Regions from separate parts of the Triticum aestivum genome. Here region 1 is linked to region 2. A link is a contact called in public Hi-C data. All regions are on one chromosome and are shown on one strand. The core of a region is the stretch at or near the end of the contact, and the rest is flanking DNA. Distances in the headings are between cores, read along the strand shown.

Region 1 (6,911 bases), core at 2,265-4,764, 540 kb before region 2:
GATAAGTCGACCGCCAGCCTGTTCAAAAATTCGAACATGCACGAGTAAGAATCATATCATTAGTTAACACCAACGCAATACATAGAAGGGGCAAGGTGACTTACAAGCTTGCAGCTCCTTTTACTACTTCGCCAGTTTCAGATTGCAAAAAAACTTCTGACTCTGTTTTGGACAGGATAGAATAACATGCAGTTGCTTTCCCATCCTCGATGACTGAAGCACAGATTTAACATTAAAATTTGACGCAATGAAGCATTAATAATAATTGGAAATAGGAAGTTTCATGTAACTTACAACAACCATCTGAATCTTTGTGGTCATCATCCAGTGAAAGCAACTTCTGCAGGTTGCAATAATAATTTAATACAAAGAAAAGGGCGCGATGACAGTGCCTTGCATTCAAAAAACCAGGCAAGGAAAGCTTATGTAACCAGTGAGCTGTGTAACTACCTTCAAATTCTCATAGCATGATTCAAGGTTATCATTCACCAAAAGATGATCAAAAAGACCTGGTGAATTGGACTGGTCAAGCTCAGCACGAGCATTCCTTAGACGCTTTTGGATTTGTTCCTCTGTTTCTGTGCCCCTGTATAACCAATTGACCAGAGTGTCAATGAAGCATATCTTCACCTTATAATGTTGTAACTGAATTATCAAACAAAGAAAGCTTAAGGCTATCAATGCATAAATACTATAATCTACAAATATACCGTGCCCGAAGGCGCTTCTCTAGTTCCTCGAATGACGGAGGGCATACAAAGATGAATTTTGCTTCAAGAGAAGAAGCCCTCACAGATCGTGCTCCTTGGACATCAATGTCGAGAATGCACCTCTTCAATGAAAAGCAATGGAAAGATGAATAACTCACCTTTCAGAAACTAGTATAGAAGTGGAAGTGATTTTACCTTCCCCTCGTCAGTAACAGATTCAACTGCTTCAATACTCGTCCCATAGAGATTTCCATGAACATGAGCAAATTCAAGGAATTCCCCCTCACTTATGTCTTGTTCCATCTTGCTTCTTCCAGCAAAATGGTAGTGGACACCATCTATTTCCTTCACCCTTGGAGACCTTGTAGTGTGGCTAACAGAGAACCCAAATTTCAATGGGTACTCTTTCATCAATTTTGCTATCAGCGTCCCTTTACCAACACCAGATGGCCCACTAATCACAACTGGTTTTTGGGCAACGCCAAGTACTCCCTTGCTCCAGGAAACAACTTCTGAACCCTTGATTTTCCGCTGTTGTTTAACAAAGGGGGTATCTATCTGAGATGTAAAGAAAAAGAGGGTGAGCTCAGACAGGTCAATTAGTAAAAATGAAAATTAATAATCATGAAATATTGTCACGCAAAAATATACAGTGTCTACTATACCCTGTGCTACACACACACACACACACACACACACACCCACACCCCCACACACACAGAAAGAGAGATCTACATTTACTGAACAATAGATGAGCTAAGACACGATACCAGTTACCATCATGCCACTAATACAGTTCTGGCTTGCCAGTAAGACGAAGTACATCATTACAAAACAAACAACACTGCATCGTGAGATAGCACAAACCAAAAAGACCACTTTTTCAGTTTGTAACTCTGAGTTTGTGTAGGCAACCAAAGATTATCAAGTTTACTTGAAGCTCACCAGGCCCACCATTAAAAAGGTGAACAAATCCTTCCTCTGTATTTTTGTAAAGTAAGAACACTAGACGGACCAAGAAGGATAGCTCTTTGTCAATCTAGGTAATGTTACCTCAAGGAACCAGATGGAATCATTCAAGGAAATGCCCTTCTCAACAACCAATATCTTCTCCTCATTTACAAGAATTGCTGAGTGCGACTTGGATGGAGGCTGTGCTCCAAGTACTGTCGGCACAATCCTGCCACAAAAGAAATAGTTGAATGACCATCCACTAAGAACCAAGAAAATTATAAAAATGGCAAGAACAAAAATGAGAAGTACTATACCAAGTCTGAGTTAGTTTGTCCAGAATTTTAATGCCAAAGGTTGACTTTGAGTCATCATCTGTTCTGCCAATTACATACTGCAAAAAAAAAAGTGTTGTTACAATCTAGCTTTATACTTTAGGGTGCTCCTTGGTATGATAAACATTGCAGCTACATGGGAAAAGATTATTTTACTGAAGATATGGGAAACAGTAGGTGTAAGTTGGTGCAGCCAGTGAGCCAGATAAGTACAGGAAGGTCATTCGGTACCATACATTATACCTACAGTAACTTTATAATTATTAATGAAACAAACAGCTCAGCTCTCCTTTTGATCTCAAAATAAAAAGGATGGCATATCTTGCTTGCTGTTCCAATTCTAGCGCAACACATTCTTGCAACATCTCTACCAAAACCAACATGATCTCGCCACAAAGATGCAAAACTGTTGCCAGCTTTCTAAGCTCAAATCTTGTTAATTTGCAAGCAACATAATAGAGGTGGTGACTTCAATAACTATGAACAAGAAATAGTGGCAGTCAAACATATCTAAAATCAAATTGAAAGCATATGTATATGAGTTGACTTATTCAAGGGACTCACTGTCTTATCGCCAACAACTATGGCATTCTGTTGGCAATCCTTGGACCCCAAGGTGATGCGGTCAACGCGAAACTCAGGAGCCTCTTCACCCTGTTTATCACATCAAACCAAAATTTGGACTCTGTTAGGCATGATACCTAATATAATCTCCGCCTAATCTTCCTTGACATGCTACCTAACTTACAACATCAAAAGAACAGAGAAAAAGGAGCGCACAAAAAGCTAGTGATGAACTCACCATAAAATAAGCCGTGATCGGGAGCAGATGCTACGAGCCTGGCGCGTCCTGTTCATAAAAGTGAGCATAGACAAATGATCAGGAAAAATATTTTAAACAGTAGATTGATTTACTCAGAGAATAAGACCCAGGTGGATGAATTCATCCCAACATCCACCGCCAAAAGAAGAAGCGAACCTTTCATTTGCTCTCACACATTTCAGGAATCGAGCTTTCCGCAACGAGGACGACAGGCTACGCGACCAAGCTACACTAATCACGCGCCATTACCATTCCAAGGCTAGATCCAACAAAACGCAGCCATAGGGGGTGCCGTCTTCCTAAGAACCAGGCACCAACCACCGTCGCGACCATTCCAGGAACAATCAAGGAAACCCTAAATCGAGCCGTGCAGGACCGAAAACCAGATACGCCGGGCACAAACCTGGCTTCCCCGACGAGATCCCGCGATCCCGGCGCCGCCCCGAGCTGGAGGCCGAGAAACGAAGGAACGCGGTAATGAATGTCGCCGCGGCGGCGGCTGGTGCGACGGGGCGGTCAGCGCGGAGGAAGGAGGGGGTCGAGGCGGCGGCGGCGCTGGGATGGGAGGAGGGGGGAGGGAGGGGAGGGATCAAACGGGGGCAGGAGCCCTCTCGGGTTGGAATTGGAATTTGGCAGGGAAGAAGCGACGGCGAGGCTGCGGCGTTTTTATACAACTTTTTCTCCTCCCCTTTTCGCTTTTCATTTCTCCCCTCTCTCTCTCTCCTTTATATCGATGGAACTGCATTATTTTGGTCGGATTCCGTGGATCTGGTCTTGTGTCTTGACCCGAACCCCTAGGCCTAGAGCATCGCTTCTTTCCCTGGCTAGTATAGTTTGGACCTTTTCTACGCCAGCCTAACCCTTTTTTGCCCTTTCTTCGCACGTTAGACCGACCTGAGGTCGATTCAATAAGGGGCAAAGGGAAAAGTAAAGTCTGAGGTCCATCTCAAGCATTGGAGAACCGTGGCTAGAGTTTTTTTTTTTTTTTTGAGGGGAAACCGTGGCTAGAGTTTGACGAATGACGCTAGAGAAGCGCCGTTCTTTCCGCGCCGTTCTTTTTGCAGTGTCATGTCCGCATATATTTCCTAATTATATATGTTTGGCACTGAGATGTTGATTATGTCATGGCCAAAAGATATATAGTGCTTGCTTGAATTGTTATCAAGTTTTGTCATATTCATATCTACTTCTATTTCTCCCTAGCATTGGTCAACCCATGTGTTTCGGAGTGCATCCGTCCTTGCCGCCTTATCCTTATTGTCTTTTGAATCTTTGCATTATATTCAGCATGCGAAAACCCTATGCACAATAGTTATTGTGCTTATAAGTTGGATCTGTTCGAGGCCAATGCTCATGTGGATTTGGTGTTCTTGGAGCGAGCGATGTGAAAGTTGGGCTTTGCTCACAGGTGGGTAAGCTGGATAATGACTTGTGTTACCTTGTTGTGATACTTCCTGAAATTTAATGTAGTCTGCTTGGATTTGAACGAACCAGCATGTGGTGTGAGAGTCTAGCTTAATAGGAATCATAGGCTACTCATATCAATAAGGAATTTCTTCTTTTTTTGGAGCCCATTCGAAAAGAACTCTAAAATTAAGCTTGTTTGGCTTGGAGCGATTTAAGAATGGATGACCAACCGGGAAGTTGCTCTCAGGCACGCACGAGTGAGGACAAAATGCACAGAAAAGACATAGGCTTTTGTACTCATGGATTGCGAACTTGATCCCCCTTTATCGGTCATGTTCTTATTTGTGGCTCATGGTTTGTTTGCATTGTTAGTAACAATATCCCCCATGTTTGCATTGTTTGAGCTTCAGGTATTTTCCTTTTTTTAGTAACAATATCTTTCATGTACTTGTAATAAGGAGGCATTTTAATATCACTGATCAAAGGAACATGAAGGCAAAGAGGTCTAAGTAATTCAACAAATTGGTTAAATGTCTTCATCTTTAGATTTCAATGTCCTATTAGGAAAAGGCATAGGCTTTTGTACTCATGGTTCCATTTCTCTACCATGTTTCCTAGCAACATAATCTCTTTTATCATATCTTTTATTCCTTGGAGGTGGGTCATCAAGTTCTACTTCAGGTTCTACCTCTACCTCCTTTTCAGGTTCATTATTATCATTAGGTGTAGCATCATTATCATCATCGTTATTATCATTATCCTGACTAGGTTCATGCTCTTCACGCTCCTGAGTTTTAGCATCAGAAATAGAAACATTATTAGGGTTCTCAGTAGGTTTTCTTCTGTAAGGGGCAAAGGGAAAAGGAAAGTTTGAGGTCCATCTAAAGTATTGGAGAACCATTTTTATGGTGATATCATGTTGGTTTTGCATCATTTTTTAAACCAACGTGATATCGCCAGAAAGATGCAAAACGGTTGCTAGCTTTCTAATTACTCCAGTTTAACACGAGACGTCATTCTTTTTGCACCATCTTTTCTGTATAGTGTTCGCGTATATTTACTAATTAGACATGTCTCGCACTAAGATAATGATTATGTCATGGCCAAAAACTTGTTATCAAGTTTTGTCGCGTTCATATCAACTTCTATTTTTCCCTAGTGTTGGGGATATAACCCCACGATCATTGGCGACTTAAAGAGCTGGGTTTCTGATGGGCCAAGATGAACAAGGCGCCGTATAAGAAGGGCGGCCCACAAGATGGGTTGGCTTAGAACCCAAGGTCAAAAGGCAGCCCAAGAGTGTAACCCGCCATGTAATAATTTACCTTGTAAAGCAAGGCGACTTAGAGTAAGGTTCCGTCACGTATCGTAACCCGACCAGGACTCTTGTAAGCCGGTGGCCTCGATCGGTATATAAAGGCGAGTCCCCAACATAGAATAGATAGGTTACAATCAATCGAGATCTAGGTCAAGCGAATCCGCTCCCTTGTAATCGATATTCAAGCAATAAGCAACAAGAGCAGGAGTAGGCTTTTACCTCCACCGTGAGGGGCCGAACCTGGGTAAACTCGTGTCTCTCGTCCCGCTCAACCCCGACAAGCTAATCATCGTTGTGATGGCTTCACGCTTAAGTCCTTTCACTAGGACATCTGTCGTGACAAAACCACGACAGTTGGCGCCCACCGTGGGGCCAGCGCACGGTGATTTCGAGTTCTTGAAGGGCGATTTCCTAGGGATCGAGGGATACGCCGTTGGCAGGATGACCAAGAGTCACCGCGACAAGCTCTACATCGACGATGCTGGCTGGGGTCCCGAGGCCAACTCAATCGAATACGGGTGTCGGGTCCCCTTCGACGGAATTCACGTCTTCATCGACAAGATCGGCGGGTCTGAACCTGAGTCGGAAACCTGCACCAACCTCGTCGAGTCGGCCCAGCGCGCGCGACCTGCCCGGATCCAAGCCGGCCAGAAGCGTGTCTTCGTTGGCTTCACGCAAGGGGTGGAACTTGCGGAAACCCTACTCAAGTGATTAGTCCTCCATCGGCGAGACGGAGTCAATCTATCAACTACAAGATGGCGGGCTCGGGGGCTGCTCCGATGCAACATGATTCCAGACCCATATGAGCTGCCATCTTTATGGCTGGACGACGCCGGTTCTCAATTCTTCAAGGACTGCGGCTGTGACATCTGATCCGGCCACCTCATACGTCTCCAACGTATGTATAATTTTTGATTATTCCATGTTAATATATTATCTGTTTTGGATGTTTTATATGCATTAATATGTTATTTTATATAATTTTTGGGACTAACCTATTAACCTAGAGCCAAGTGGCAGTTTCTGTTTTTTCCATGTTTTTAGCTTCGCGGAAAAGGAATACCAAACAGAGTCCAAACGGAATAAAACCTTCGCGATGATTTTTCGTGGACCAGAAGACACCCAAGAGACTTGGAGATCAAGTCAGAAGAGCCATGAGGCGGCCACAAGGGTGGAGGGCGCGCCCAGGGGGTAGGGCGCCCCCTACCTTGTGGGCCCCTCATGACTCCACTGACCTAGCTCTTCCTCCTATATATTCACATATATTCCTGAACCTCCAGAAGCATCCACAAAAACACTTTTCCACCGCCTCAGCCTTCTATTCCCATGAGATCCCATCTTGGGGCCTTTTCCGGCATCCTGCCGGA
Region 2 (7,185 bases), core at 457-2,956:
CGCCACCTGCCGTGAGAGGGCTAGCCCCCCCCCCCCCATGTGGTCCATATTTGTTCCATAAATCCTTAATATTCTAAAATCATTCTCCAAAATTCCCGTCCAATTCCAAGCACTTTTATTCCTGCACAAAATAACATCATGGTAGTTCTGCTGAAAATAGTGCCAGTCCGGCTTAGTTTCATTCAAATCATGCAACTTAGAGGCCAAAATGACAGCAAAAGTGTTTGAAAGTAGACACATGTGAGACATATCACCATCGTCCTGTAGCGATGTAATGCCATGCCTCGGACTATTCCATCAAATCCGATCGTCACTGAGGATGAGCGAGAACTGTCACACCGTCCTTAAGAGTGGCAGAAGCCAAAAGGGCCCAAAAGATGACAGGTCCAATAAATGAGGCATCACCAGCCATCACGCGTCAGTCATGATGACCCCAGGCGGCAAGGGTCGCTTTAGAGGGGTAGGCCCTTCGATGGTCACACTAGACGACTATGTGAGTTCCTATCCGGGCAACCGAGGCTTGATGGTTGACCGTACATCCCTCCCGTGGGAGGGGGGCGACTGGCTGGTGTTGATGATCGAGGGGGTTCCTGGAAGCATGTTTGGGAGGCACGAAATCATCCCGGGCTCCAAACACTAGGAGACTCACACTTTTTGGGATGGTGCAGCACCGGGGTCTGACCATTTTAGCGGATCTCGAGGATCGTGTCTCCTTGGATGCTCACACTAGTTTTCTCCGCCCAGACATGGCGAAATGGGCGTCGAAGGCATTTATCCTTCTTGAAGGTTACTGAAAAAGTTGAGTTAGCCATAAGTTCATAAATTTCATATCTTGAAATGATTCGGTTGTCATTGTATATGCTATGTAGTCCATTTGTTAGCTGAAGTCCTACTCTGAGCTCAAGCTCAAATGCTCTTGCATAAATAGTAAAATAAAAAATTATTGAAAAAACTTCTGATTTTTTTGTGGTAAACATTAAGGAATGTTTTGAGTGCTTATTAAATTTTTCAGCATGAAATCACATTTGTGAAAGTCATGGCAAAAAACATAAAATACATAATGCTTTTGAAGTAGCATCTTCGGAGCATCGGTTTTGTTTTTATGCCATGACTTCCATGAATGATGATGGTTGTGGACATCATGGCCGGGCCTCGACCTTCCTTCCAAAGAAACGAAACAATTCCTATATAGGAGTCCTAAGAGTCGCTCCCACAAACTTATTTAACTAAACATAAGCATGCCACCTCATCATACAATAATGAATATAAATATATGGACTACATAGGGATGTATATAAATATATTTTAGAGTGTAAATTCACTCATTTTGCTTCGTCTGTAATTCATATTTGAATCTTTAAAAAGACTTATATTTAGAAACGGTGGGAGTATAATAAATCATATGTATTCTAAATATAAATCAAAAGTTTACGTCATTCAATTCTCACAGCAACCCATGGGATATCCTCTAGCTTATTTTATAAGCACCGCCCGCTCTAGTTTCTAGCCGGGCAAACCCTAACCCTAGGACGACTCGGCCGTTGATCCATCTCAAGCGTCTCGAGGCATGTACAGTGAACTGAACTCATGACCTATAAACAACTGGAAAGCACATAAATCCGAGCTCCAGTAAGCACCGGCAGTGGGGCGGCTACAAGTGGTCAACTGGCCCGGTCTGGTATGTTCCTCGCCCTTTCCGCGCAAGTGGGCGTGCAACTTGCAGTCCCCTTCCCGCCTGAAACCTGCCTCCCTTCATTCTGGCCTGCTGCGACAGTGACAACCCCCTCCTCGTGGAAGCCGACAACCGGCGCGCCACCAACCTTTGACAAAATCATTATATAGATAGCTAATCAGATTTGATCCTGATTCCTGAACGAAAGCCATGTTTTAATAGTAGCCTTGAGAAGGACGTACGGTGACATCGCAACCAATCTGCATATGGCCCTCTTTGACAGACTCCTAGGTAAGAAGAACCGCATGAATACACACACGTATACCTGCCAGATCAGTACTACTAAGAGCATCTCCAACAGGCGCCGGTCGCGCCGCGCGCAAAAAACACACATGCCGCGCGCGCATCGGCTGGTTTGGCGTGGCGCGCTGCGTCCGCTCCAGCAGCCGTGCTAAAATGTAGCGCGCGCGCCGCTCCAGCAGTGCGCAAAAAAGCAGCGCGCGCTCATTCTAGACTATTAAAAAATAGATAGATTGCATAGATTTTAACGATACAAAGGTATTTTACATCCGAAACATAGATTGCATAATAATTAAAAACGACAAATGATAAAACACGAGATAGATTGCATAAAAAAACTAGTCTAAGTCGCTATCATCACTATCGTCATCCTCCTCGGCGGTGTTGTCCGAGTTATCCAGTCAGATGTCCAACCACCGATCATCATCCGGCGTGAAGAACGACTGCCCACCTGCTTCAACGAGATCGGACTGCGCGTTCGCCAACGCCTTGCGCCGACGCCTGTCCAACCGCGCCTCGTGGCGCCTTCGCGTGTCCTCCACGCCTTGCCCAGTAGGACTGCTCGTAGGCGACGTCCTCCGGGTGGCGGTGGCGCCACTCCGCCATGACCCGCTCGTCCTCCTGGGCGACGAGGAGGCGGCGCTGCCGCTCGGCGTGCTCCGCACGGTCTTGTGCCGTGTTCAGACGAGGCGGCGGGGCACGGTCGAGCGCTTGCTGGAGCGTGTAGACATCCTGGAAGTTCATCTGGCCGCGCGGCCAGCCTAGGCGCCACGCCGCCGCGTCGTACGCGCGGCCGGCCTCGCGCTGTCCCGTACGTGCCGAGACCGAGCCGGAGATCGCCGGAGCGTATCTCCGCGTAGTAGCCGCCGTTGGGGCGCAGGCGGATGCCGCGGTAGCCGGACGCTCCTCGGCGGCCCGGCGGCATGGCGGCATGGCGGCGCGTCGGTGGCGGGGTGCTGGAGCGGCGCGTGGCAGAAAGAGAGAGGAAGAGGAGAAAAGGAGGCGTGGAAAGACGCGTGGCGCGCGCCGCACTTTATAGACGCGGCGGAAGCGGCGCGCAAAAGATGGCGCGCGAGCTGGCGTCTTTTTGCGCGCGCAAGCGGTTCCCCGCGCGTGTGGTTTTTCCGTCGCCGCTGGAGCACGGCAAAACGCCCCGCGCGCGCTAAAGACTACGTTTACCTCGCGCGCGTGTTGCTGCCGTTGGAGATGCTCTAACAAGCAAACTTTGTAGTGCATACGTGCTAGTACATTATTGTTGGTATTCTGGCGACTGTCGAATGGAACATATTCTATCAATCCATCGACGACCAGGCCCGTCCGTGAGAAGAGTCGTCTTGCATCTACAATCTGATGTGGTGTGAGATTTTTTTTTTTGACAGAATCTGGTGTGAGAATTTGACTCAATATCAAGACCAGTTCAGCCACTCGTAGTATTACGCTGCAAGTTCCAACCGATTGCAGAGAGCGTGCCCGTTTGGGCGCCGTTACTTTGTCAGATTCTTTGTACAAGGTGCCTGTCTCCTAGCTTTGATAGTCAAACACATAGGCAACAACCGGTTATATGATTGTAGAAAAACCGGTTATATGAAATTGACACGTTGTTCATAGCCAATTTAATAGTCAATATGTTAGTATGTTATTAAGAAATATTCCCTCTATCTTATAATATAAAACCTTTTTTAACACTACACAGTTTCAACAAATGTCTCGTATTATGATACAGCGTGACCACTACTTTATTAATATCTAACCCACCTCACATTCTCAAAATATTTTTTGAAGCCTGTGTTGCAGCTCGATGTTAATCTATAACCCGCTTCTCTTTTCTCTCATCTTTCATGTCATCCAACTCAGCAAAAAACTTAATATTTACAGTCTACTAAGGGCCTGTTCTAATGTCCTCCGGCTTCACACTTTGAGAACTTCACAGATGAAATTGTCCCGAATGGTTTTAGCCTAAGAAGCTGAATTCACGAAGTTGCTTCTTCCTGCATGTAAAAAAGAGAAGCAAGGTCGGCCCAGCTCCGATCCTCGATCGAATAGCTAGCCCATCCTAAATGGGTTGCATCCAGCCGGCCCAACCTACGCCTAACAGGCCACAACCCTCTCAACTGGGCTGCAGCTGCGGGAGAAGTTGCCGATGTCCAGAACGCTCCTGGAATCGCTACCTGAAGCTAGAAGCGAGGAGGAAAAGTTGAATCTGTGGAGTTTTATGAAGCTGGGGAGGAACCGAACACGTCCTAAGTGTATCTTATTAGACTTGCTCTTAGGGCATCTCCGGTACCTTAAAGTGCATGTAAAAGTCTAGACCACATGGACTAGACACTTTTGTCATACAATGCGGCCTCTAAATATCCACACACCAGTTTGGATGAGAGGCCTCCTCTTAGTGCTTGAGACACCTGGAAGCTCCAAGGCGCTGGCGCAGAATTCACGGTGATGTGACCCATTAGCGCGTTGGCTCTCCATCGACTCGCTCGGTCAGTTGTTGGATTGCTCGTTCGTTGGTTTGCCCTTAACTTTCCCATGACCATTGACCAAGGTTGTTGACTGACTACTTTCTAAAAACATCATGCAATTTCAAAAAGCACAAATTCGGAAAACTATTCATGAGTTTTTTTTTCATGAATTAAAAAAGCTTGCAAATTTGGAAAAGGTTCATGAATTTGAAAAAGGTTCGTGAATTGGAAAGATATATTCATGAATACAAAAAAGGCATATTAAAAAGTCTAAGAATTTGGAAAAAGGTTCCAATAATTTGGAAAAAGTTCACACATTTTTAGAAAGTTCACGAATTTGGAAAAAGTTTGTGAATTTGCAAAAGATTCAAAAAATTTAAAAATAACAAATTTGTAAATGTTTCATGAATACAAAAAAATATTCACATATTTGCAAGACATCACAAATTTCTTAAAAACATACATGAATTTGGAAAGGATCATAATTTTGAAAAAAATCATGAATTTAAGAAATTTTACAAAACTAGAAAAAGTTCACAAACTTGAAAAATTACAAACATTTTTTAAAATACATGAATTTCAAAATTGTTCGTGAATATGAAAAAGGTTCATATTTCTTTAAATAATGAATATGAAAAATGTCCGTGAATACAAAAACATATTTAAGAGTTCGAAAAAAATAAAAAATAATAATTTGAGAAAGATCGTAAATTTGGAAGAAAAACAATGCAAATAAAAAACATTCGTGAGAGTTTGGAAAAGGTAAAAAAATATTCGCAAATTTGAAAAATATTCTTGAATACAAATATATTCATGAATTTGGAAAAAAATCACGAACTTGAAACAAAGTTCACAAATTAGGAAAAAGTGCGTGAATTTGTAAAAGAAAAGTTCATGAAAAATAAAGTGAATACATAATTTAAAAAGAATAAAAACCATCCAAAATGGACAGAAAAAGAAAAAACGAGGCCAAAAAGATGAACAAAACCGACCAAATTGGACAGAAAAAAATGCAGGCGACTTCAAAGATGAAGTGGAGCTATTCGATTGTGTTACCGCATATTTAATTTTCAAGTGAATTGTTTGCAACATATTGTAGTGTATATTCATCACATGAAACCATATGGCTGGTAGCAATTATACAAAAAACAATTTTGTTCCATTGCTTTTGGTCAATGATGTGCTCAGCAATGATTTGGATGTTGTCACACCAGCATGTTGTTTTTTATGATCCAACACCTAAAGATTTGAGCAAATGTACCTCACATGCCATCTAAATCGATGTAAGGCAACTTGAATTATTCTTAATTTTGTCAAATATTCTGTTATCTAACAATTCCACAAAATTCTCAAAATCACCTCTTCGATCACTGACAAATATGTAAACTTCACTTTCATGTTTTGTTCCATATATACACTACTAGGGAAAACCTTATACAAAGTATCTTAGCGGTAACGCTGGACAAAATCATGCGCTACTGCTACTTAGTAACAGCGCTTGTAAATAAACCGCGCTACTGCTATAACTTTAGCAGTAGCGCGTACTAGCAAAAAGCGCTGCTGCTATGTTTGAATTGGGCGCACATGGCTAGCCCAACTTAGCAGTAGCGCGTATCCTCGCCCAGCGCTACTGCTATTCTCCTTAGCTGTAGCGCTTTTCTCGCACACGCGCTACTACTAACCCTACCTTATCCTCCTCACGCGGCCGACCCTCTCTCACTCACTCTCCCTCTCAATCACTCTCGCCCACGCCGATACCCGTCGTCCGCCGTCGCCATCGTCCGTCCTCCACCGAGGTACTCCCTCCTTCCCTCCATCCTCGTCCCACCGCGCCCTCCTCCCTCCGCCTCCTGCCGCCCCCTCCTCCCTCTTCCCTCCTCCGTCGGCAGCCCTCCTCCCACCGCCCCTCCCTCCTCCTCCTCCGGCCGGCCCCTCCCCCCTCCTCCGGCCGCCCCTCCCCCTCCTCTCTCCTCCCTCCCTTGTCTCTGTTCTTGCAAAATGTATGTAATTTAAATGTAGATTTTAGAATGTAGACATTGTAGAATGTAGGTTTTTTAATAGAATAATTTTTTTGACTATTTTAGGTGTTTTGAATAAAATAGAAGTAAGAAAATTTAGGGTAGAACAAGGGTAGTAGAATTTTTAGCAAGTGTTTAATAGAACTAGTTTATTTATAGTAAGTGCTTAATAGAACTAGTTTATTTAGTAAGTGTTTAAAATAATTAGTAAGTAAATTAATAAACTAGTTGAACTACTTTATTTTAGAAAGAACTAGTTTTTTTCTATTTATAGTAAGTTTATATTTAGTAAGAACTAGTTGAATTAATGGAACTAGTTGAACATGTCATATTTGTTGTTATTTTTATTTTAAGCAATTATTCGAGATGTATTAGTGATAACTTATAGGGTTTTTGCTTTTGCAGAAATCAAGGAGCCCCTCCATCATCCCCGCCGTCGTCCCCGTCATCGACCCCCTCCGACCTCGAGGTGAGACCAACCAAATCTCCATATCAATATGAGTCCTATAAGATATATATGATGTAGATAAAAACATGTATATCCTGTGTTGCTCAAATAGGATATGTGGTTGCCCAAGTGGCCGGTCTTGTTCAGGTTACACCTCCAAGTGGCCTATGTTTTGCCGGACTGTTGATTAATTTCCATTCCGGCAAATTTCAGGCGCTCAATTTGTCCTTTTTTAGTAAAGGTCATGCCGGATTTTTCCATGAATTCTGGCATGACTTGTGCTAGAAT

The links. Hi-C and Micro-C count contacts between places; a contact is called where the count stands out from the background.
Region 1: a contact with region 2 is called in a Hi-C map of leaf, with 6 times the contacts expected there. The contact joins the promoter of LOC123102677 here to the enhancer-like site in region 2. A contact is called at or near these places in 1 of 5 Hi-C or Micro-C datasets (leaf) and 1 of 1 datasets of contacts at active chromatin or transcription factors (leaf).

Annotation. Positions count from the first base shown.
Region 1 is chr5A:145,618,755-145,625,665 of IWGSC CS RefSeq v2.1, reverse strand. LOC123102677 (guanylate kinase 1) reads right to left here and starts at 3,514. Exons shown (of 11, transcript XM_044524101.1): 1 at 3,223-3,514; 2 at 2,799-2,846; 3 at 2,561-2,650; 4 at 1,979-2,055; 5 at 1,764-1,890; 6 at 906-1,268; 7 at 711-832; 8 at 451-586; 9 at 295-340; 10 at 105-213; 11 at 1-18. The coding sequence starts at 2,801.
Region 2 is chr5A:145,081,577-145,088,761 of IWGSC CS RefSeq v2.1, reverse strand. No RefSeq gene overlaps it. Among protein-coding and RNA genes, the nearest start is that of LOC123102676, 110 kb to the right of the region's middle. Within about 2 kb of position 1,706, at least 3 of the 8 cell types and tissues checked have an H3K27ac peak or open chromatin away from gene starts, as enhancers often do. A contact at or near this core is called in leaf, where this site is marked.